Regions from separate parts of the Mus musculus genome. Here all the other regions are linked to region 3. A link is a contact called in public Hi-C and HiChIP or PLAC-seq data. All regions are on one chromosome and are shown on one strand. Each heading gives the region's core, a stretch centred on a gene start, on an enhancer-like site or on the middle of the called end of the contact. The rest is flanking DNA. Distances are from core to core; before and after follow the strand shown.

Region 1 (3,150 bases), core at 508-3,007, 110 kb after region 3:
CCACACTTTTTCTTAATCTTAACATTCTTGCATGTGGACATCAGGTGAGCAAGTGTTTCTAGTTTAGGTGAAAGGGTGGAATCTGACTAGAACAAAATGGCTTACTATCAATTGTGTGAGAGGACTTAAGAACAGCAGGAAGAACAGAGCCTGTAGCGTCCCTGAATCTTCAGAAGGGTTATGTATAGCTACCTCTAAGTATACAGTGAGCTCTAGTTTAATAGAGTTATTAGTACACAAAAAGAAAACAGTGATGAAAGGTCCGCTCTTACACATATTTCTAATTAAAATGTTCCATTTTAGAGATGAAGAAATGATAAGCATGCAGGCCTGTGGGAGTGGAATGGGGCAAAGGGAAGGGGGAATGAGTATCTGGAAAGAGAGTAATAGAAGGCTATTACTCACTCTTTACAGCCAGCTGAGACAGCTCTGCCTTATAGGGAAACAAAAGATCATCTGACTTTGAGAGCCACACAGAGGTATCTCACTTACAGTGGACCAGCACTTTAAAAGATGTATTAGGGTTTAAGGGGATACCAACCGTGAAGCCATTTTGTAGCCAATCAAATAATTAGAATAATGGACTCCATGTAAGTGTCAGAGAACTGTGCATATCAGCTGTTAACATAGCAGCAAGCAGTGATGCTCCTGGCAGATTGTCTCAGACAGAGCAGGTAACAGGGATCTGTCTGTCGTCCCAGCGTTTTGGTCAACAGGACGAAGACAGAAAACTGCATGGGACTCCTCAGTGCTCTTGTCGCACTGGCAGGAATCAATAGGAACTTGACAGAGGAAGATGTGACGTTCATCCCCAGAAACTTGTCCCTTTTAGAAAAAGAGACAAGAAAATATTTTAATATTTTTCTAATTACTCTGAAAAAAAAAAAGGAGCAGGGAAGAGAAGCCATTTATAAGCATGAAAAACAGAATGTAGTTTAAAATTAAAACCAGCCATCCTCATCACCACCTGTAGCTATCCTGCTCTGTTAAAAGACCAGGATGCAAAGCTCCTTCTAGCCAACCATAGCTAATCCAAAGGCACTTAAAAAAAAAAAAAGGACAGCACTAGAAATATGTCACAGGCAACAACAGATGGTGAAAGTTGGGGTATATTGTTAGAGAATTTAAAGCAAAATATAAGGCTAATTTTTTTTTTAACTCGTGAGAATTGTGAATGTTTGCCAAGTGGCAATCGTGAAACTTGTTTTTCATCAAAATGTGTTTCAGAAGTAGCAGAATTGGCAAAACCACAGTGATGTTGCAACTTAGAACTCATTCCTTTCAGAGCTAATGGACATCCACAAATGTAAAGATTCACCACGCTTAATTAGCTATATGCTATTATGCTAATAATGCTTTGTAGCCTACAGAAACTCACCAAGTCAGCACACTGGAATCATTCTATATTACAAAGAAAATTTTAGGGGCATTTAAAACATTGAAACTGTACTTAACAAATTATCTGACCATAATGCAGAAAAATCCACTCTGTGTCAAATATCAACCAAAGTTAGAGTCACTTGATTGAGATATATATATGTGTGTGTGTGTGTGTGTGTGTGTGTATAATGTATATGTATATATATATATATATATATATAAAATAACTCAAGTTGAAGATACATTGAAAATGTAGTTAAAACTAATTTTAAAATGTACATGATTTATCAAAATACATAGATATGACAAGGTTTACTAAAACCATTTCATAAAAGGAAGTAATTCCTTCATTAAGATAAAGAGAAAATTGCGAGTTAAGCAATGCGAAGCAAAACCGGAAGTAAAGGGACAGGGAACTAGAAAAGCAGTGGTCCTAGCTGACTTAGGAGAACAGGCAGGCAGGAGACAGAGAAGACTCTAGGGTAAACTCCAGAACAAGAAAGGAGATAAAAGAAACTATGGAAAGAGGTAAAAGTTAGACAATTATAGGTGTGGCAGAAGTTTTAAAGCATACATTTGAAAGGCCAGCCTAGATAGAGCCCAGTGTAAGCTATTGCCTAGAGCATGTGAGGCCAAGGGTTGGACCCCCCCAACATCAGAAAGAAAAATTTGGTGTACTTCTGTACATTTTTAAAAATAATCAAGTCATAATTTAAATCTTCAAAATAACCAAAAATAATCTTAAAACCAAAAAAATCACTTAAAATACCTGTGAATGGTGTATTGATGAGAGTAGAGTTTAGAAGGGCTGGAGAGAAGGTTCAGTGGTTAGGAGCACTGGCTGCTCTTCCAGGGGACCCAGCCCCCACATGAAGTTCACAACCGTCTGTGACTGCAGTCAGAGGAGACAAAACCAGAGTCACATTGCTCTAGTACATTCAAATTGGTTTTGTTTGTTTGTTTCTTTTCTCAAAAGTTAAAAACTGGCTTTTAAACTAGATATTTTGAAACCTTCATTTGAACTTAGTCACAAGCAGTGATAGAAGGTAGGGAACCCTAAGCATTAGCAGCACCTTGAGAGAATCCACCCCAGAAACAGTCCCTGAGAGTCCAGGCAGGGGTTTATTGTTCATTACTCATTACAGAGCCCCTGCTGTGATAATCTCCATGTCACCAGTGGAGAGTTTGAAAGGGGCCCCTTGTGTGCTGTGTGAGTCTACATTAGGACTCTAGGTGTCTAGAGAGCCAGCTCTCTGTGAACCCTTACTTCTTAAGGGAGAATGATAATAAAGAAGCGGGCAGCCGTGTAATGAGCCTGTCTGAGATCTTTGTGTGTGATAGATTTCCAAGTCCTCGGAGAAATGATGGCTCACTCAATAAAAATACTTGGTCAGTGTTTTGATAAAAATTTGTTAAGCCACAAAACATAAAACAGTATATACAGTCAAATCTAGTTTTCACAAAGTACTTTATTATGTGCTGTAGAGGAAATCTACAAGAGTATATGCAGCTATTAAAAATAGTTTTATTTGACCTTAGCACTACAGTGATTTGAAATTGTGCTTATATGTATATATGCAATGTTTCTATAGTTAAAATACATGTCCATTAAAGCAATAAGATCCCTCCACAAGCAGTAGGCATGTTCATAGCACCCATACCTATTGAGAAGTTAAATGGGGAGGGGAGGGAAGGGGAGGGGAGGCTTGGGGGGTGGGAAATCCGAATAAACAAACAGAACTGAATTAGCAAAGTGAACATACGACATAA
Region 2 (3,386 bases), core at 107-2,606, 88 kb after region 3:
ATTGTATTGGCATCTTGTAAATTGTGATCTTATTGTTATATAAATCTACTTGGATAATTAAGCTTTAAGAGTGATGTTTCTACTGGATAATTAGGTGTTGAGATGGCTTTTCATAGGGTGTGTGGGGTGTTGCATGGAAGTGTGAGGAACTTGTGGGGGACATCTTAGAGATGGCCCAGTGGGAACCCTGTGGCCCTGTGGGGCGAAGAGTTGACTGCCAAGAGACTGAGCAAGTGAGATCACCTGACATGGGGGTTAGCCCTAGAGAGTTGGTAGCGGCAGGCAGGAGCATAGCCTGGCCTGGCTGAGAATTGGCGTGTTCATTTTATAATATTTCCCTCAACAATCTATTGCTTTGGGCCAAATGGTAACACAGTATACTATGACTGAAACACATAGAAGGAGGCGAATTTACCTTATGGCAGCCAGGGGGCAAAGAGATAGATGGGAATGGGCTCAGATCCCCTTTAAGGGTACTCTCCTAGCCCCCAGATGACAGATTTGGGGCTAGATTTCCTCCACTAGATTCCACATTAGAAACATTAGACCTCACTGCAGCATCACACACTAGGCAAGCTTTTGCATTATTGGCCTGTGAGGGACACTTAGAATTGGAACTGTAGCACTAATGAATGAAGGCTAAGATGGATTGCTGGTGGCTCTCCTGTCTTGCTGCCAGCCTGCTGCCCTGTCTAGTGTAGGGAGTACACTTTTCTTTCTGTTGCAAAAACAATAAGGGCATCAAGATGATAAATTTTATGTTATGTGGAATTTTTTTCTTCTAACATAAAGACAATCAGATCTTACTTACTCATTGCCTGTAACTAATTTATTTTAAAACCTGAGCCACATAACCAGACTGTCACTGTCTGTGATCCTGTGTAAAGATTCCATGTCGTACCTGTCCTTCTAATTTTCTACTGCTTTGCTAAGTCCTTTAGGCACTTTAGTCTGTTACACCGCCACAACCAGAGAATGGAGTTTTGATTTGTAATACAAACCAAGTAAAACCTATGACTAGCAGTCTCTGGAGCTCCTTCAGTGGTACAGACTTGAAGAGGGGCCTTTAATGATGCCCTGCCTGCCATGTTGCTGTCTGGGATCCAGGAAGGCAGGTAGACAGCAGTCTGAATTGCATTTGGTATTTCCTGTGTTCCAATGCCTGGATGTAAATGAGAGATGAGCATTTCAATTTGGATGATCTGGCTGGGTTCCTAAGCCGAATGGCTGCGCATATACCATAAACACCGTGAAGAAGCAACCATGGAAACACTTGTTTTCTTGTTGAGCTAAATTTACTCTGGGTTGAATATTAACACAGCTCCTGGCAGGACTTTAAAAGCAAAAATAGCTTAAGCGTGATTCACTCTGAGTCACTGCTGGTGCTGAGCTGCCTGGTGCTTGACATTGAACAAGTTGGCAGCCTGCATTGCTACATTTTTTCTAGGAACTCTGAACACATTTCATTCTTGTGAATTTGCTTGTGCAATGATATTAAATAGAGTAATATGTTTACTTTGTTTCTAAGTCAAATGAATTTGAGAATGGCGAAACTAAAGTATTTTTCTTGGGCTTTCTGGAAAAGCAAGCTTCTCAGAATTCTGTGGTTTCTTTAACAGTTTATTTTATAGGAGATTAGTAAAATATGGAAATTTTAGATTAGATACTGGGGCTTCTGGAAGTTTTGTTAAAAAGTCTAGTAGTACTATTAAGCAGGATTCATTAATCTTCTGTCCTTACCAGACAAGGTGATTGTGCCATTCACAAAGCTCTTTCCTTTTCTTTCTTACCAGGGGAGGGAGGGAGGGAGGCAGGCGGTACTGCAGCCTGCTGTACACTCAGCTAGGCGGTTAACTTAGGAAATACTTTTCTTATTTGAGATTATATAATGGGAAGTTCATGGGTTTTGAAAGGCAGACCAGACCCACCCAGGGGATCTCTGTTGGCTCTTTAAAGGCCTCCCTCACATGCCTTTCCCTGAGTCAACCCAAGTGGCTGCTAAATCGTGAGTAGCCTGTTGGCTGACTGTGGGAAAACCTAGGACAGAGCAACTCGCCTCATCCATGATCAGCTAGGGCTGAGTCTAGAACGCTATATGAGAATGGTTTTCCCTTGATGTTGCAATTTCTATTTTAACATGTTTTTGTTTAGCTTTTGGAGTTGCCCAACAGTGTAATTTCAATTGAGGTTTAGTTTCAGCTCTTCCAATTTTTTTTTTCTAATTTAAAGACACTATCATTTTGTCTTAGAACTTCAATGACTTATATAAAAAATGGTTTTCCTATGATAGTCTTAAAACCAAAAGGAGCCTAGCCTAATTTTTGATAGTATTTTGAAATTATTTTACCATAAAATTGTACATTAGAAGATGCAACTCTGGTAGAGAATTTCAACATAGTTGCATAAATTGTGTTTCATATTACAACTTGTTCTCTGCTTGACTTCACTGAAATTAATAAAAGAACCCTTTCAGAAGGATCTGGTGAGTTAGCTTTGGTTTTTTTTTTTTTTTTAAAGAACTTACTCATAGTGTATCCTGTGTTGCTAAGTTTTCAAAGTTACCCATTTCAACCACACCCAAACCCTTTCAGAGGCTTGAAATCTCTTTACTCAGATGTCTTCCCAGTAAAGATTGGGGATCTCTGTGAGTTCCAGGAGATGCGTGAGGACTGTGTAAGAGCTAATGCTTGGTGATGGAGCTGCTGCTGAGTCTTGGATACAACACACAGTTCCTTATTCTGCAGTCAGAGATCCCTTACAGCTTTCTGACTCCGGCCTTGTGGCTGCTGGGAATATCCCTGAGGTGTTTTGTCTCAAAAGGATCCATGCCTTGGAGCTAGAGAAGGGAGAATGGGTTTTTACCATAGCATTCTCCTGGCCCACGGTTGTGCATATTCTGCTGATAGCTGTGTTTTGGAGGCAGGTGAATTTTTGGCATGTCCTTAAAGTAAGTACTACAGGGTTTAGGTAAATCAGCCCTTTCAGATTGTAAACTAAAAGGTTATTAGCCTAGCTGAGTCTCAGCATAACCCGATAGTACTCTGTTACTGCAGATCAGACACACCCCTGTCCCTCTGCCCCCAAGTACCCACCGCGTGTGTGTGTGTGTGTGTGTGTGTGTGTGTGTGTGTGTGTGTGTGTGTGTGTGTGTGGTGTAGAAAAGGTCTTAGGTGTAAGAGTTCAGGCAAGATCCCTATAAGAAAGAACTTGTATACTCATTAAATCTGGGTTTTACAGACTGGGTAACTGTTAAATTTATTTGGTCAGTGCAGTTTCATTTTTCTGCTTCTGTTCATTTGTGTAGTAGCCATTTATTGAACCTTACTATGCCAGAAATTAGGATATTTTTTAAAAGTCGGTGCATTAACTTAGAGGCAGTCAAGCAA
Region 3 (3,468 bases), core at 926-3,425:
GAGGCAGAAGTAGAACTGACATGAGGAGCCTTTTGTGAAGCACTGTAGTCCTCTTTTAATGACATAAAGTTTTAATGTCTTGTGGTCAGAGGGAAGGAGCTTTTATGAGGACGACACGTAGCACAGCTGAAAGCAGCTTGATTCTTCTAGAGATCATTACCCACACTGTTCTTTCCCCGTTACAGACGAAGTCCTGTATTCATGCTGTGCGTTTCTGTATACCATTACTTATGTGTACACGTGCAGCCTGATAAAACTACAGTGTTTGCCACATGTGTAATTTAAAATTTTCTACTGCCCTTCTTTCATAAAATATGGAGGAAGGAGAGATTTGTAATGTTTTATTTAACCTAGTGTATCTGAAACTATTTTTCGGGACCAGAGAGATGGCTTTATGGGTAAGAGGATTGGCTGCTTTTCCAGAGGACCTAGGTTCAATTCCTATAACCCAGGCTATACCACACCTGCTTCTACACTAGACACTACTCATGTCCATAGTATATCCGTAGACATAATGCAGTCAAAACATCTATACACACAAATATAATTTAAAAAGTAAATAAAGATAAAATATTTTTATGTGTCATAAATATGAAAGCTCCTAAGGAGTTCTTTTGACACAGCGTGGGCACTGAAATCAGAATCCTACAGTACACTAGACTCCAGACTAGCCACACTGCTTATGCTTATTGGTCACATATAACACTTTATGAGATGACAAAAGACACATAAGGGTTATTTCACTTCTCTGTGACAGAGTAAGAAATAAGAGATGGCCAAATCAGCTAGATCTGCAGCTCTTTAGCAGTTCTGGTGAGTCTTCCAATCAAACCGGTGGAAGAATGAGACACTCAGTTTCTCCTGCACTCTCCTCTGCTGAAACTGTGGCTAGTATTTTAGGGTTTTCCCCAAATTGTTTAGCCAGCTTAAAATAAAAAGTGCATTGTTTCTGAGGATCCTGTTACATTTGCTTCTGTATAAAATGTTGTGTGTTCATTTGAATCCACATCTACAGTTCTTCATATTTTGTAGCTGATGTGGTAAATCAGTTTCATATGCTGTTGGGCAAGCTGGAAGGTTAAGCCTCTTAACTTCGGCAGCCAGCATATTCTAGTTGCTGTAAACAATTAAGCCTGTCAGCAGTTGACCTTGGGAATGCTAATTTGCTTGTCCCTGGGTGCCGCCTCAGGCCCTGGCTTTCTCTCTGTGGGTGGGAGTTGTGAACCTGGTTTGGAGAAGAACTAGAGGCATTTGAGGCCAGCTCCAAACAGATGTGCTTCTTGCTTCACTTTTGCATGTGACCACAGTTGCAAGAGGCATATTCTTGCATGTTTTTTTTAAGGCCTGTGGAATCAGAGAGCAAAGTTGAAAGGCAGCTTCTTTACCTTTGGATCTGTTCTTGCCCTTCAGTAGAGTCCTCATCTGTCATGGCGAAGGTTGATTTAAAACCAGCAGTCTTTTTCATTGGGGTTCACTGTGCGTCTTAAACTTACAAGAAGAGTTGAAAGCCACCTTTTATCACACACACACACACACACTCCTTGCTTTGTGATTTTTTACTGACAGGGTCTTACCATGTAACCCAGGCTCGCCTCAAAGTTACTACCCTCCTACCTCATCCTCCAGAAGGCTGAGATTACAGGAATCCATAAGCACACCTGGTTTCGTATTCATGGCAGTTATTTTGTGTCTGGTCAAGAATAAGGCGAATAATTGAGGAGAAGGGGGTGCTAGCTGGGAAGTTATACTCACTGAGAAGTTCTTCATGGGCTCTCTGTAAGTGTGCATACCTGAGAGAGGAAGGTTGAGAGTATTTATTCAATTCTAAATTAATTACTGCCATTGTAAACTGGTGACGGCAGCAGTGACCACTTTAACCTGAAGATGAAGATTTCACTTTTCTTCTGGACTGCGTGTTAGGTTTTTGGGAGTGAGAAGAGAATGGTATTCAAGAAAGAGACGTATTGAGTTCAGTTGTCTTTAGGACAGGGTATTTATTAACAGCACAGCCTGTCCTGTGGTCCCACCCTGATGCCATAGCTTTAGTCCTGCCAGACAAAGGAAGGTGCCTATACTTAAAGGTTTCAGAGAGATGGGGGAAATCCTATACTGTGTGGAAGGAGGCCTCGTTAATATGTGACTTGAGCTAGATGACTCGGACCACAGTCAGGGTGTTTTAGATTGTGACTAGCATTGGGGAAGAGGCAGATTTGGCTCTGTGTGAGGGCTGTGTAAGGGCAACAACTTACAGGGCTGGCTCATTAGCTCTTAGCTATAGCATCTGCACCTGGAGACTCTGGGTTCTGATATAGTGCTTAGGCAAAGTACAACATGATACTGTACAGTACAGTACAGTACTGTAGAGTATCATATAAAACTTATTTAAATTGTTTATTTGAACTTGTTTGGTTTTCATTATTAGGTAATTGTTAATTTTTTAAAAAATTGATTGATCACCAATTACTTCTTGGCCCATGCTTTGAAAAGGTTAATTAGCAGCTACGGCAAATAAGAATAAATGCAAAGATTGGGAAAGCTACGTGGTAGTAAGCAAGGTATTTCTAATTAGTAGATTATTGGTATGTGTGACAGAAAAAAGAATCAGACCTCTTCCTTTACGACAGAACCCCGGTCTATATGTCAGGATGCACACATCTCTTACAAAAGATGTATAGGTGATCTATGATTAACAATTATTTGTATGCATGAGTGAGTATGAACATGGGTAAGTGCATGTGCAGTGTTCCAGAAAGAACACTGGCCCCTCTGGAGCTCTGTGAGGTGATTGTCAGCTGTGTAATGTGCGTGCTGGGAACCAAACTTAGGACCTCTGCAGGAGCAGTGTGTGCTCTTACCCACGGAGCAACCCCCTCTCTAGACTCTGTATTTATGCATCTCAGTTATCAATAGCTATCTCAATAGATTGTCCATGTTTGATCATTTCTTTCCCCATGACCACAGACAGCACTTGGCACTTCCTCTCCAAATAGGCCGTCCATCTGTGCAAAACTGCTGACCAGCGCTTACAGGACTGTGGTGTCACTGGCTACATCCTTCCATATGCACCCTAGTCATAGAGACCTCCTCAAGGGGCCCTGTGTGTGCTCTGTGGACTTCCTTTTCCTCTCCCTGAGGTGTCCTCTCCCTTCTGAGTGCTGGTGGTATGCCTGTTGGTCACGCTCGGCTGAGGTTCAGTGCCACATCTTTCTTCTTTGCTTCCTCTGTGTATGCTGTACACTTACTCAGCCGAGCAGCCGAGCACTTCTTTTCTCCGAGTTCTTTTCTCGTGCCCATTCACAGCACTAGACAGACAGGGAGGCTTGAAAAGGCCACTTAGTTATGTTCAGTTTTGCATGTTTTGGCGTTGTGTTCCAAAGTATATTTTGTACTAGACTCAGCTGAGGAGTACCTGTAAACAACCTACAAACAGATGCTGGTTGGTCAGCAGTGAACTGGGCTTGGTTGATT

Evidence for each region. HiChIP or PLAC-seq counts read pairs in DNA pulled down with a chosen protein or histone mark. Hi-C and Micro-C count contacts between places; a contact is called where the count stands out from the background.
Region 1: a Hi-C map of bone marrow-derived macrophages shows a contact between it and region 3, with 34 read pairs. The contact joins two enhancer-like sites. A contact is called at or near these places in 1 of 39 promoter capture datasets (hippocampal neurons), 24 of 484 Hi-C or Micro-C datasets (B cells, the C2C12 cell line, CD4 T cells and 19 more), 3 of 115 datasets of contacts at active chromatin or transcription factors (embryonic fibroblasts, embryonic stem cells and kidney) and 1 of 9 other capture datasets (liver).
Region 2: a CTCF HiChIP or PLAC-seq map of the NIH/3T3 cell line shows a contact between it and region 3, with 29 read pairs. The contact joins two enhancer-like sites. A contact is called at or near these places in 4 of 39 promoter capture datasets (the 3T3-L1 cell line, 3T3-L1-derived adipocytes and liver), 3 of 15 datasets of contacts at CTCF or cohesin (CD8 T cells and the NIH/3T3 cell line), 46 of 484 Hi-C or Micro-C datasets (the 3T3-L1 cell line, 3T3-L1-derived adipocytes, the AML12 cell line and 27 more) and 13 of 115 datasets of contacts at active chromatin or transcription factors (the NIH/3T3 cell line, Th17 cells, a beta-TC-6 cell line and 10 more).

The regions. Positions count from the first base shown.
Region 1 is chr15:59,499,899-59,503,048 of GRCm38.p6, forward strand. The region is part of intron 4 of Nsmce2 (NSE2/MMS21 homolog, SMC5-SMC6 complex SUMO ligase); the gene reads left to right. Among named protein-coding and RNA genes, the nearest start is that of Gm36677, 120 kb to the right of the region's middle. Within about 2 kb of position 1,758, at least 18 of the 459 cell types and tissues checked have an H3K27ac peak or open chromatin away from gene starts, as enhancers often do. A contact at or near this core is called in bone marrow-derived macrophages, where this site is marked.
Region 2 is chr15:59,479,400-59,482,785 of GRCm38.p6, forward strand. All of the region lies in intron 4 of Nsmce2 (NSE2/MMS21 homolog, SMC5-SMC6 complex SUMO ligase), which reads left to right. Among named protein-coding and RNA genes, the nearest start is that of Nsmce2, 110 kb to the left of the region's middle. Within about 2 kb of position 1,357, at least 228 of the 459 cell types and tissues checked have an H3K27ac peak or open chromatin away from gene starts, as enhancers often do. A contact at or near this core is called in 3T3-L1-derived adipocytes, the NIH/3T3 cell line, bone marrow-derived macrophages and 9 more, where this site is marked.
Region 3 is chr15:59,390,941-59,394,408 of GRCm38.p6, forward strand. All of the region lies in intron 2 of Nsmce2 (NSE2/MMS21 homolog, SMC5-SMC6 complex SUMO ligase), which reads left to right. Among named protein-coding and RNA genes, the nearest start is that of Nsmce2, 18 kb to the left of the region's middle. Within about 2 kb of position 2,176, at least 95 of the 459 cell types and tissues checked have an H3K27ac peak or open chromatin away from gene starts, as enhancers often do. A contact at or near this core is called in 3T3-L1-derived adipocytes, the NIH/3T3 cell line, bone marrow-derived macrophages and 9 more, where this site is marked.